Linked DNA regions of Mus musculus: region 1 is linked to region 2. A link is a contact called in public promoter capture Hi-C data. All regions are on one chromosome and are shown on one strand. The core of a region is the stretch at or near the end of the contact, and the rest is flanking DNA. Distances in the headings are between cores, read along the strand shown. Region 1 overlaps Iffo2 (intermediate filament family orphan 2). Region 2 has its middle 55 kb from the start of Iffo2.

Region 1 (4,447 bases), core at 1,088-3,587, 80 kb after region 2:
ACCTGGGGTTAGAGAAAGAGAAGCAGGTTCCTACAATTGCTAAGTAAGCTGCCAACGGAGCTCTATCCCCAGACCCGAGATGGATTCTTGATGATGCTATCACAGATGAGTGTGCCGCACGCGGCCCAGGGTCGAGAAGAGACTTGCCCAGATTACGCAGTGAATTCGCCACAGTTGCTACTCAAGCATCTCCTGACTCCGTACCCCTCCCCCCACCCCTGTGGCTGGCAACCCAGCCTACCCTCTGCCCAGGAGCCTTGCAAGATGGGTCAGATGGTGAATAGGCCTCTCTGTGTGTGATGGCCCAGCAGTGTGCTGGTGCAGGACTGTTCTGGGTGTGGAGGGTTCCTTAAAATCCAGCCCCATTACCAGCCTGCTGTCTGGGCTCTGGCCTGCTCCAGCTATTATCGCCTGTAATGGGATCGGCCGCCTGGGTTAAGTGTTCACATTAAATTAATACCTCCTCCGTGGAGACAATCAGCTGGCATTTAATTTGTGTTTCCTTCTGAGCAGCGGAGTACAGCTGGGCAGTCCTAGTGGGCATGTCTGCATGGCAGCGTCCCAAAGAGGTGGTAAGGTGGGGTGGTACCCAGAAGGCCCAGGCAGGCACAGGTGGGTAGGAGCATGGGAGTGCAGGGCTTCCTTCCGTAGCGGGTGGGTTCACTTGAGGTCCCTGGCTGTCACCTTCACTGCCTATGTGCTGGAAGTCCCGGGAAGGAAGAAACGGGGAGAGGAAGGGGGGGGGAGTGCTTTCTGGGTTTGTGGCTCAGCCTTTAGCTTCCTGAGGCATGGGCTGGTGGTTGGTGGTGCCCTGGGTTGTCAAGGTGCCCTACCCCCCACCCCCGCCCTACTCCCTCATCATTTCTGTATTCTGTTGCAGACTCAGAGGGGCTGCAGTACAGAACAAACGAATGGGTGTGGTGTAGAGTGAAGATGTAGACTCAGTCAAGGTTACTGAGCCCCTTTGGAAGGTGCAGAGAAGCCAGTGAGGATCTGGGCCCTCCCAGAAGAACCAGCCCTGGGCTGTGTGGCCCAAGGCTCCCTGGTTGGTCTCTGCTGACGCTCCTGTCTAGCACATAAGGGCCTTTGGCTGAACCTCTGCTCTGCTGGAAGCCCCTTGTCTGCCCATACCTGGTCCTGCCCCAGGGTAGTGGGATGACTTCCCCTTGGTGAGTGGGCTGGAACAGAGAAGGCTTAGGCAGACCACAGGAAAGGAAGCTGCCGTCCACCCCCACCCAGGGCCAGGGCCAGGCCCCGGCCCACGCTTGGCCCAGAGTGAAGTTTTCCACTGAGGGCTCCAGCCCAGCCTCACCTGCGCCTGTTTCCCATCACCTGAGTGAGTCGGCCTGGGCGTGCCTGCTGCCAGGCGGGACCATTCTTGTTGTCCCACCCCCACCCCACCCTGAGGCTCCCGCCCAGCGCCCTTGCCTGCCTGGCCTGCACTTGGAGCTAGACTGAGCTGAAGTGCAGGATCCGATGCTCAGCCCTGTCTCGGCGCTGGGGTCTTCTTCACCCTCCTCTTCCTCTACTTGCAGAGTGGTTCCCACAACTATCTTCAGAAATGGGGAATATAGAAAAGCAACTCACAAAGGGCGATGAGTTCGCCTGGGATATCACAGCCGGGGGATGTGGGAACAGGCGTTGGAATGTTACCAAACTTGGAGTCGCTGTCTATACCCGAAGAAGCCATTCTTGAGCAGCTAATTAAAACAGCCAGATTAATAGTGTGAGAGAGGAAGACGTTCTCAGTGTGGCCACACTGGGGAGAGGGACAATGACCCCCTCAAGTCACTCTTGGGGGCTCGAAGCGAGGGGAAGTGTTTAAATAGCCATGGGTTTGAGCATCTATCCAGCCTTGGACAGAGTGCGGTTCTGCCCCGCCACTGACCTATCATCGTCTGGCTTCACCCTCATTGGTTAAAACTGTGTGGAATCCTTTTCCAGGAGACCAGGTTCCCTTTTGGCTGTCGCCTTTTCCCTTGCGCTGTTATGAGATTCCTTGGGGGGGGGGGGGTTCCATTTCTTGAGGTTCATTGTTTCCGTAGTCTGATAGTCAAATCAAGGGGGGCATAAAAGTGTCTCCTTTCTGAATGTCTTCATTTCTGCTTCTGTCTGTACAGTCTGGGGACTCTGGGATGGACTCCCCATGGGCCCGGGGTTGTCTGTGATGCTCTAATTATTTGCTGGGGCTGCACCCACTTTCTTCTGGGGCCTTTGAGCCTTTCTCTGACTGCACAGGATATGAAAGACCCATGAGTCAGCCCCTCTGTCAGCGGCTTCAGATTGGGTTTCCGTTTCTCCGTAGCTAGACTTTGTGGGCTTCTTCCTGCTTCTGTGTGTCATTTTGAGCTCATGCAAGAGGCAGAACTACTGGCCTGGTTCCAGCAGCTCGGACTAGGCTGGCTTTAAAGCTGCCTCCCCCACCCCACCCCCAGTGGTCAGCCGAGATTTCTCATCTGTCACGTGGTCCTAGCGCTGGCTCCTCTGGAATGCTGAGAGGCCACATCTGGCTGTGACGAGGCTGCCACCTCCCCCTCCAGCTGCCAGGCTCCCACATGTGCCTCTTCCGCCGCCGAGGTGGTGGTGGGGCTCCTTTGTGGGGTCATTTCCTCTCTCTGCATTGATTGTCTAATGTCCCTGCCTCCCCTCCAGGCCTTGAAAGGTTGTAAGTCGTGGGAGGGGAAGGCTTCTCTTTCTCCTGCAAGCTTCCTGTCCTGGCTGTATTTTGCCCCTCCCCCAGGAGGGATGTCTGAGCCCAGTGGCTGTAGAGAGAGCCTGGTTGTGCTGGGAATTTGGTTGTGGATTCCTCAGCCTGGGAGATAAAGATAAGACCCTGGGGTAGGGCTCAGGCCGAAGGAAGGGGCCTGAGTGTGGATCATTTCATTCATTCCTGCCCCCAGCCCCATTCATCCCCTCTCCCATTCATACACACACACACACACACACACACACACACACACACACACACACACACACACACACACACACACACTGCCCCCATTCACCTTCATACCCACCTATCCATCTACCTATTCATCTTCTGGTCTACCCATCTAACCCATGCCCTTTCATTTAATAAGGGTCAGCAAGATGGCTCAGCAGGGAAAGGCGTTTTGCCACCACATACCCCACATGGTGGAGAGAACGGATTCCCGTTCCAATCGTTGACTATCACACTCCTACCAAGAAGAGATCGCAAGGCTGGCCTCTAGCTGTAGACTCAGCTCTCCCTTTGCAGAGATCTTCTTTTCTCTAATCCCTCCTTGCTTCATCTAACCAGGGCCCAGGGTGCTCAGAGCAAGGTGAGGCTGCCCTCAGATGCTGGCATGGTGAAGAGGGTGGAGGTGGCCTCACTTAGAGCCCTATCGTTATCCCTGGCTTCATTCTTAGAAGAGAGCTCTGAGCGGTATTGATGCCCAGGCCATCTGAGAGGATATATCCTGGTCCCTCAGTCTGCCTTAAATCTGTGGCGGCATTCTGAGAGAGAAAAGCCTCGGAGGAGGAGGAAGAGGAGCAGGCTAACCCTTGCCTGGAGGCTAACATTCTTCCTCATCTTCAACATGGGAGCAGTCCTTGGGGGATTAAACGCTCCCAGTATAAGAACACACCTTCCTCTCCGGTTCTTGCATCTGCCACACCACACTTAGAAGTCAGACGAACTGAGTGTCAGGACAAAATAGAACCAACCACCCATCTGCTCACAGGTGGTCTCTTGAAGGTGACCCCAGCCCCCTGGTCTAGCTCAGAGCCACATCCTGATAGGAGTCTTGGGAACAAAGGCTTTCAGGATTTCGGTGAAGCTGGATCCTGGGGAAGATATACCACCTGCCTGTCCCCTGATAACCCAGGCAGCCAGTGGCTGAAGGGCAGAGATTTCTGCACTGTCAACGTGGCAGCCAGCTGTGCCAGATTTTTCTGCTGCCACCCCTGGGAAGGGCATCTCTTCGGGGCAGTGGGCTCAATCTGTGTAGCCAGCTGCTGCCCACATTCAGGGTCTGGTTTTTTTTTTTTTTTTTTGTCTCCTGTGGGGCAGAGAACCAGATGCACACCTACTCCAGCTTTGGAAGTAAAAGACTCAGGAAATTATTCCTGCAAACTCATCTTCAGGATGCAGCCTGAGAAACGCGATGGAATTAGATGCAGGGTCTGGGGTGAGAGGGAGGGGAGCCGGGAGGTGGAGACACTGCATAGTGTGGATACACAGAGTCATAGGTAGGTTTGCACCACCTGGGAGCTGTCTGCCTCCTCAGACTTGCTGCATTGGGTTTTATGTGGGGGCAAGATGGCCGAGTGGTTTGCCTGCAGGAACTAGGCGCTGAGCGAGGTTCAGGTCCCAGCTCCTTATTCCCAGCTGTGTGACTTTGGAAAAGTTACATCATTTCTCTGAACCCCAGCTCTGTCACCAGCCAAGTAGTTCTGGATAAAAACCTGAAAGGCGCTGGGCGTG
Region 2 (4,503 bases), core at 643-3,142:
ACTGAGCCAGCCCCTGAATCACAAGCACTTTTGTGCCTATGATGTTAAGTGATGGGCTACCAAGGGCAGCTGTGGCCCATCTCAGGGAGCTGGGGCTTCTATCTTCTCAGCCTCGGGGAACTGTCTAGAGTATGCATTTCTGGTATTTCCAGGGTAGACAGAGGAGACATTGCTGCTGAGCATCCAAGGGAGACCCGGCTCTGATGTCATCCTGGGTCCCCACCTTTTGTTGGTCCCTGGGAACCCCCTGGGGTACTGTGAGAACTGGAGGTCAGAGGGCAGCCCCGTGATGCATCAGCAAACCCCGCTTTGATCACACTGGGTCGCTGGTCTCAGCAGAGGCGAGCTACCCAATGGGCCAGCTTGCTTCTCTTTGGCCTGGATCTCTGGGATGGTTGACCACTGCACTGCACTGCCATTGTACGTAGTAACTGAAAGATTGAATGGGGGCAGGGCCTGGGGGACGATCTCAGAGCAACAATCCCAACTCAGTGTTCTGGGGGGCCCCCAGGTCTCCCCTCCCTCCTCCCTTCTCTTAGTCCCCATGTCCCTGTGCAGTGCACACACTTGTGAGGTTCATTGACCTGGGAAGACTCGAGACCTTGTAGAGAAGATCTGCTGTGTAGTGTGCTTCTTAGCTGGAACAACGAGGGCCCCAAGGACGAGGTGGCAAGGTGGTCAGGTAGCCTCCATTTACCTCACACGACCCTCTCTCTTCTTCCACTGCAGAAAAAACACACATAGAAAGAGCCAGGAGAGGATAAAACCACGAGAATCTTGAGACCCAGGCTGGAGGCTAACCTGCAGCTGCTTCACATCCCCGACTGTGAGGCAAGCCTGAGTCCTCTGACGGTCCCTAGGCAGCCCGACTGAGTCTTCTGACGGTCCCTAGGCAGCCCGACTGGCTCCTCAGGCTTCTTCTCCCCATTTCCCCTTTTGAGATCCTCAGCCACTTCATCTCTCATCGTCACTTCTGGCTGGTCTGAGCTGCTCCGTGGGACGGGGAGGGGAGTTGATGGTACCATGGAGCCCATGTCAGGAGTATGCCCAAAACAGCCACGCAGACTACCAATGACCTTCCCTGACTGTTGCCAAGAGGTGTGTGTGTGTGTGTGTGTGTGTGTATGTATGTGTGTGTGCCAAGAGGTAGAGGCCCAGGGCTGAAGAAGAGCAAGAATCACTTGCCCACCATCTAGCCTGACCTGCTTGTTAGATTCATGGGGCCAGCCATGCCACCTCCTGCCATGCCACCTCCAGCCATGCCACCTCTGGCCAGGACCTCCTCACTGATTTTTCAATGTTCCATCTCCAAAGAGTGCCCCTTCCCAGAAAGATTCTGCACATACCTCATTTCTGGGCCAGGCCCTAAACAAGGTACAGAGGCCAAATATTTAACCCAAAGACCCCAGCTCTAGCGAAACGCCAGGCAGGCAGGCAGTCAGGAAGACCCAGATGAGGTACCCAGCACACCTCAAAGATAGATAGCTCCCATAGGCGTGTTCCAGAGCACTGGGGGGAGGTGTGAGGGGGGATCAGCTGAGTGGAGGGGGTTGAGAAAGGGAAGCCCGGACAGTGGTCACGACATTGTTCCCAGGAGGTACAGCTGGCCCTACCCTCCTCAGGTCCATCAAAAACATCCAGTCTCTTTATTGACAAAAAAAAGTTCCATTTCTTTTCTTATTTCTGCGTATTGAGGGAGAAGATTGATGCTACTGAGATCAGAATATGGAAATCAGGTGGGTCTCAAGGACTGAACTCAGGTCATCTGGCTCGGTGGCTCAGCCATCTTGCTTGTCCCCAGATCACTTTCTGTGGGCTCCCTAGCTTTGCCCGTGAACACTGTATCACATCATCGCTGGCACTGGCCGGAAAAGTGGAAGCTAAGGTCAAGTTGAGGGATTACCTGCAAGGCCTCAATTATCCTGGCTTTTGTTTTTATCTGCTGATCTGGCCCTGGTTTTGTTACCCGGGAGTTACTGTATTATCCAAACACAACTGTTGGCAGGAGGGCTCCCTGAGAAACAGGCCCCCTTCCGGCCTCCACCCCTGTCTCTCCCAGTCCAGCATTTCCTCCCAACCACCAGGTTACCAGAGAGTAACCTCATCCCCTTCCTGAGCTGCAGCAACAAGACCCTCCCAGAAGACTCCGCCTAGGTGGTCTGCCAGCCTCCCAGAGGGGTTGTTGGCTAACCTTTTAGAAGAATCAATAAATAGAAACTGCAAGTTCCCGCAGGGAACCAAAGTCTATTCGGTGGGGGCAGGTAACTTCAGGAAAGCATCAACACAAGCCATATATAACCAGACCTGGACCAAACAAAAGCAAAGAGCCTAGGAGGTGACTAAGACTCAAGGCTCCTGGGGACCCCCAACCCTTGCTTCACACTCCCGTGTTGAACCTGGGGCTGGGCTAAAGCTAGGGGGATTTGGGTTTGGCAAGGTCCTTGCCCAAGAGCCCTGATATGAGAGCCACGGTGGGATATTTTATCCCAAGCAGATCCTTGAGGTCAGACAGCAAGATGTCAGACCAGAGCCCCAGGGTCACAGCCTGGGGTCATAGCCTGGCTAGGCTAACTCCTAATGAATGCTCAACTTAGCCCCCAAGTTGGGCCTTAGTGATTGGGGAAGCACAGGACCTGAGGCAGTGGCCTGCCTGGGAGCTCTTACCACTCAAACCCTCAGCAGTGGGTCCTGTGCAAGATGAACATGAGGATCCCTCACCGAGGAGCCCCTGAGGGTGGAAAGCTGGCAAACAGACATTAAACCAAACCTGATCCTTCTGAGCCCACATGATCGGCGGTCACACACCCGTCAGCTCGCTTGGTAAGCGGCTGGAGGTGACTTTGTGTGTGTGTGCCTGAACAAAGCACCATTGTTGGGCAACTTAAATTGGAGACTTCTGCACTCCTCCTTGGGTAGACCAGGGCTAAGATCCACACTTTGGTAGGTTGGTGTCATCAAAAGCCCCAAAGGACATGGCTGTGGCCTTTCTCTTGGCTTCTGGCTGCCAAGAGCATTCTCTTGCCCTGGCTACCACACAGGTATCCTGTGGCCTTTGCTCTGAACATGCTGTGTCCAGATTTCCCCCTTTTAGCAGAATCCCTGTTGTCTTGAGTTGGGATTACACCCAAGTTATCTCTCTCTCTCTCTCTCTCTCTCTCTCTCTCTCTCTCTCTCTCTTTCTCTCTTTATATATCTATAAGAGGAGGTCTCATGTAGCCCAGGCCTAAACTTAAAGTCACTCCATCGCCATGGGTAACCTTGAACTCTTGGTCCTCCTGCATCCCCCTCCCTAGTGCCAGGATGGCAGCGGCACTAACACACAGTTACTCCATGCTGAGAGATCCAACCCAGGGCTTTAGGTCTGCCAGCCAAGCACTCTGTCAACCGAGTCACATCCCACACCCATGGCCTCCTTTAACCTGATTCTTTATAGAGGGCTCTCTCCATCCCTACCTCAGGACACTCTGGGGGTGATCTGGACAGTAGGACCCCGTAGTCGGACATTTCTCAGAAACACACCCTCCCATAAACCCTGTGGCTGGATGGGTCCCTTTTGGTTTTTGGCTCAGCACAGTGGGTGTTAAGAGACACCCGATTTGCATCAGTTCTCTCTCTCCCTGGCAAGTAGACCAGCTGCTGAGGCCTCCCGTATCCCAGGAACCCTTTTGCCGGTATCAGGGTGAACCCTCAGGACCTGACAGCTGGCAGACCCGTCCTACACTGCTTTGAGGGCTGGGGGTACCCAAGGTGGCTTTGAGAGAGGGACTCTGCCCGATGCCACACTGAGTGGTGAGCACCCAGTGACCACAGCAGTAACTCAGCTCCCTCTGCCTATTCGCCCTCAGTGGGGGCCCCCATGGGGCAGTCATTGCCTGAGAGTGACAACCGACAGGGTCTCTTTCTCCACAAGGATGGCACTGAGGAGCTGTGACATCTCTCTGCTTGGTGGCATTGACGCTCACTCGTGATGGGATTGAGAAGGGCTGGGTCGCTGGCAGCCACTTTGTAGTTCTTCCGTGGCTTGGGACAGTTGACGTTCTGTGACCAACTGATAAACAAGAGTTCATCGGGCAGGGCTGGGGAAAACCTGCATGCCAGCTTCACCCGGGTCCAGGATCTTGGTAACATAGCACAACCCAGATCCTCCTGGGAGACACGGAGGCTTCATGAATGCTCTCCCTGATACCCATAAAGGGATAGGTATGCTTGAGGCCTGAACAGGTGGGGTCCCCGGCACGGTACTGTGGGGAGAGGTAGGCTGGGTCTTGGCATTCCACCTGGCACACACCTGGGGCTCCTGTTTTGGCTCTGCCTGGGATGGTGTCATCGTCATTTTTTCCGAATGAGCACTAACTGCCTCTGAGAAGCAGGGCCAGCTCCAGGTTCTGGCCTTCTCCCTCGCGTGGCTTGCCTTTTTTTTCCTTCTCTTAATGAGTGATGAGCCAGGTAAGAGGATGGTGGTGCCCTTAGAAGGTCAAGGCGTTGCCCGAGCCCTGACTCAAC

Evidence for each region. Capture Hi-C pulls out chosen DNA fragments and counts their contacts.
Region 1: a contact with region 2 is called in a promoter capture Hi-C map of liver. The contact joins two enhancer-like sites. A contact is called at or near these places in 1 of 39 promoter capture datasets (embryonic stem cells), 3 of 15 datasets of contacts at CTCF or cohesin (embryonic stem cells and pro-B cells), 16 of 484 Hi-C or Micro-C datasets (8-cell embryo, the AML12 cell line, the G1E-ER4 cell line and 6 more), 17 of 115 datasets of contacts at active chromatin or transcription factors (cardiomyocytes, embryonic hindbrain, embryonic midbrain and 7 more) and 3 of 9 other capture datasets (adipose tissue, liver and pancreatic islet).

What each region holds. Positions count from the first base shown.
Region 1 is chr4:139,596,759-139,601,205 of GRCm38.p6, forward strand. All of the region lies in intron 1 of Iffo2 (intermediate filament family orphan 2), which reads left to right. Among named protein-coding and RNA genes, the nearest start is that of Aldh4a1, 24 kb to the right of the region's middle. RefSeq lists an enhancer at 683-4,447. Within about 2 kb of position 2,338, at least 322 of the 459 cell types and tissues checked have an H3K27ac peak or open chromatin away from gene starts, as enhancers often do. A contact at or near this core is called in hepatocytes and liver, where this site is marked.
Region 2 is chr4:139,517,474-139,521,976 of GRCm38.p6, forward strand. No RefSeq gene overlaps it. Among named protein-coding and RNA genes, the nearest start is that of Iffo2, 55 kb to the right of the region's middle. Within about 2 kb of position 1,893, at least 3 of the 459 cell types and tissues checked have an H3K27ac peak or open chromatin away from gene starts, as enhancers often do. A contact at or near this core is called in hepatocytes and liver, where this site is marked.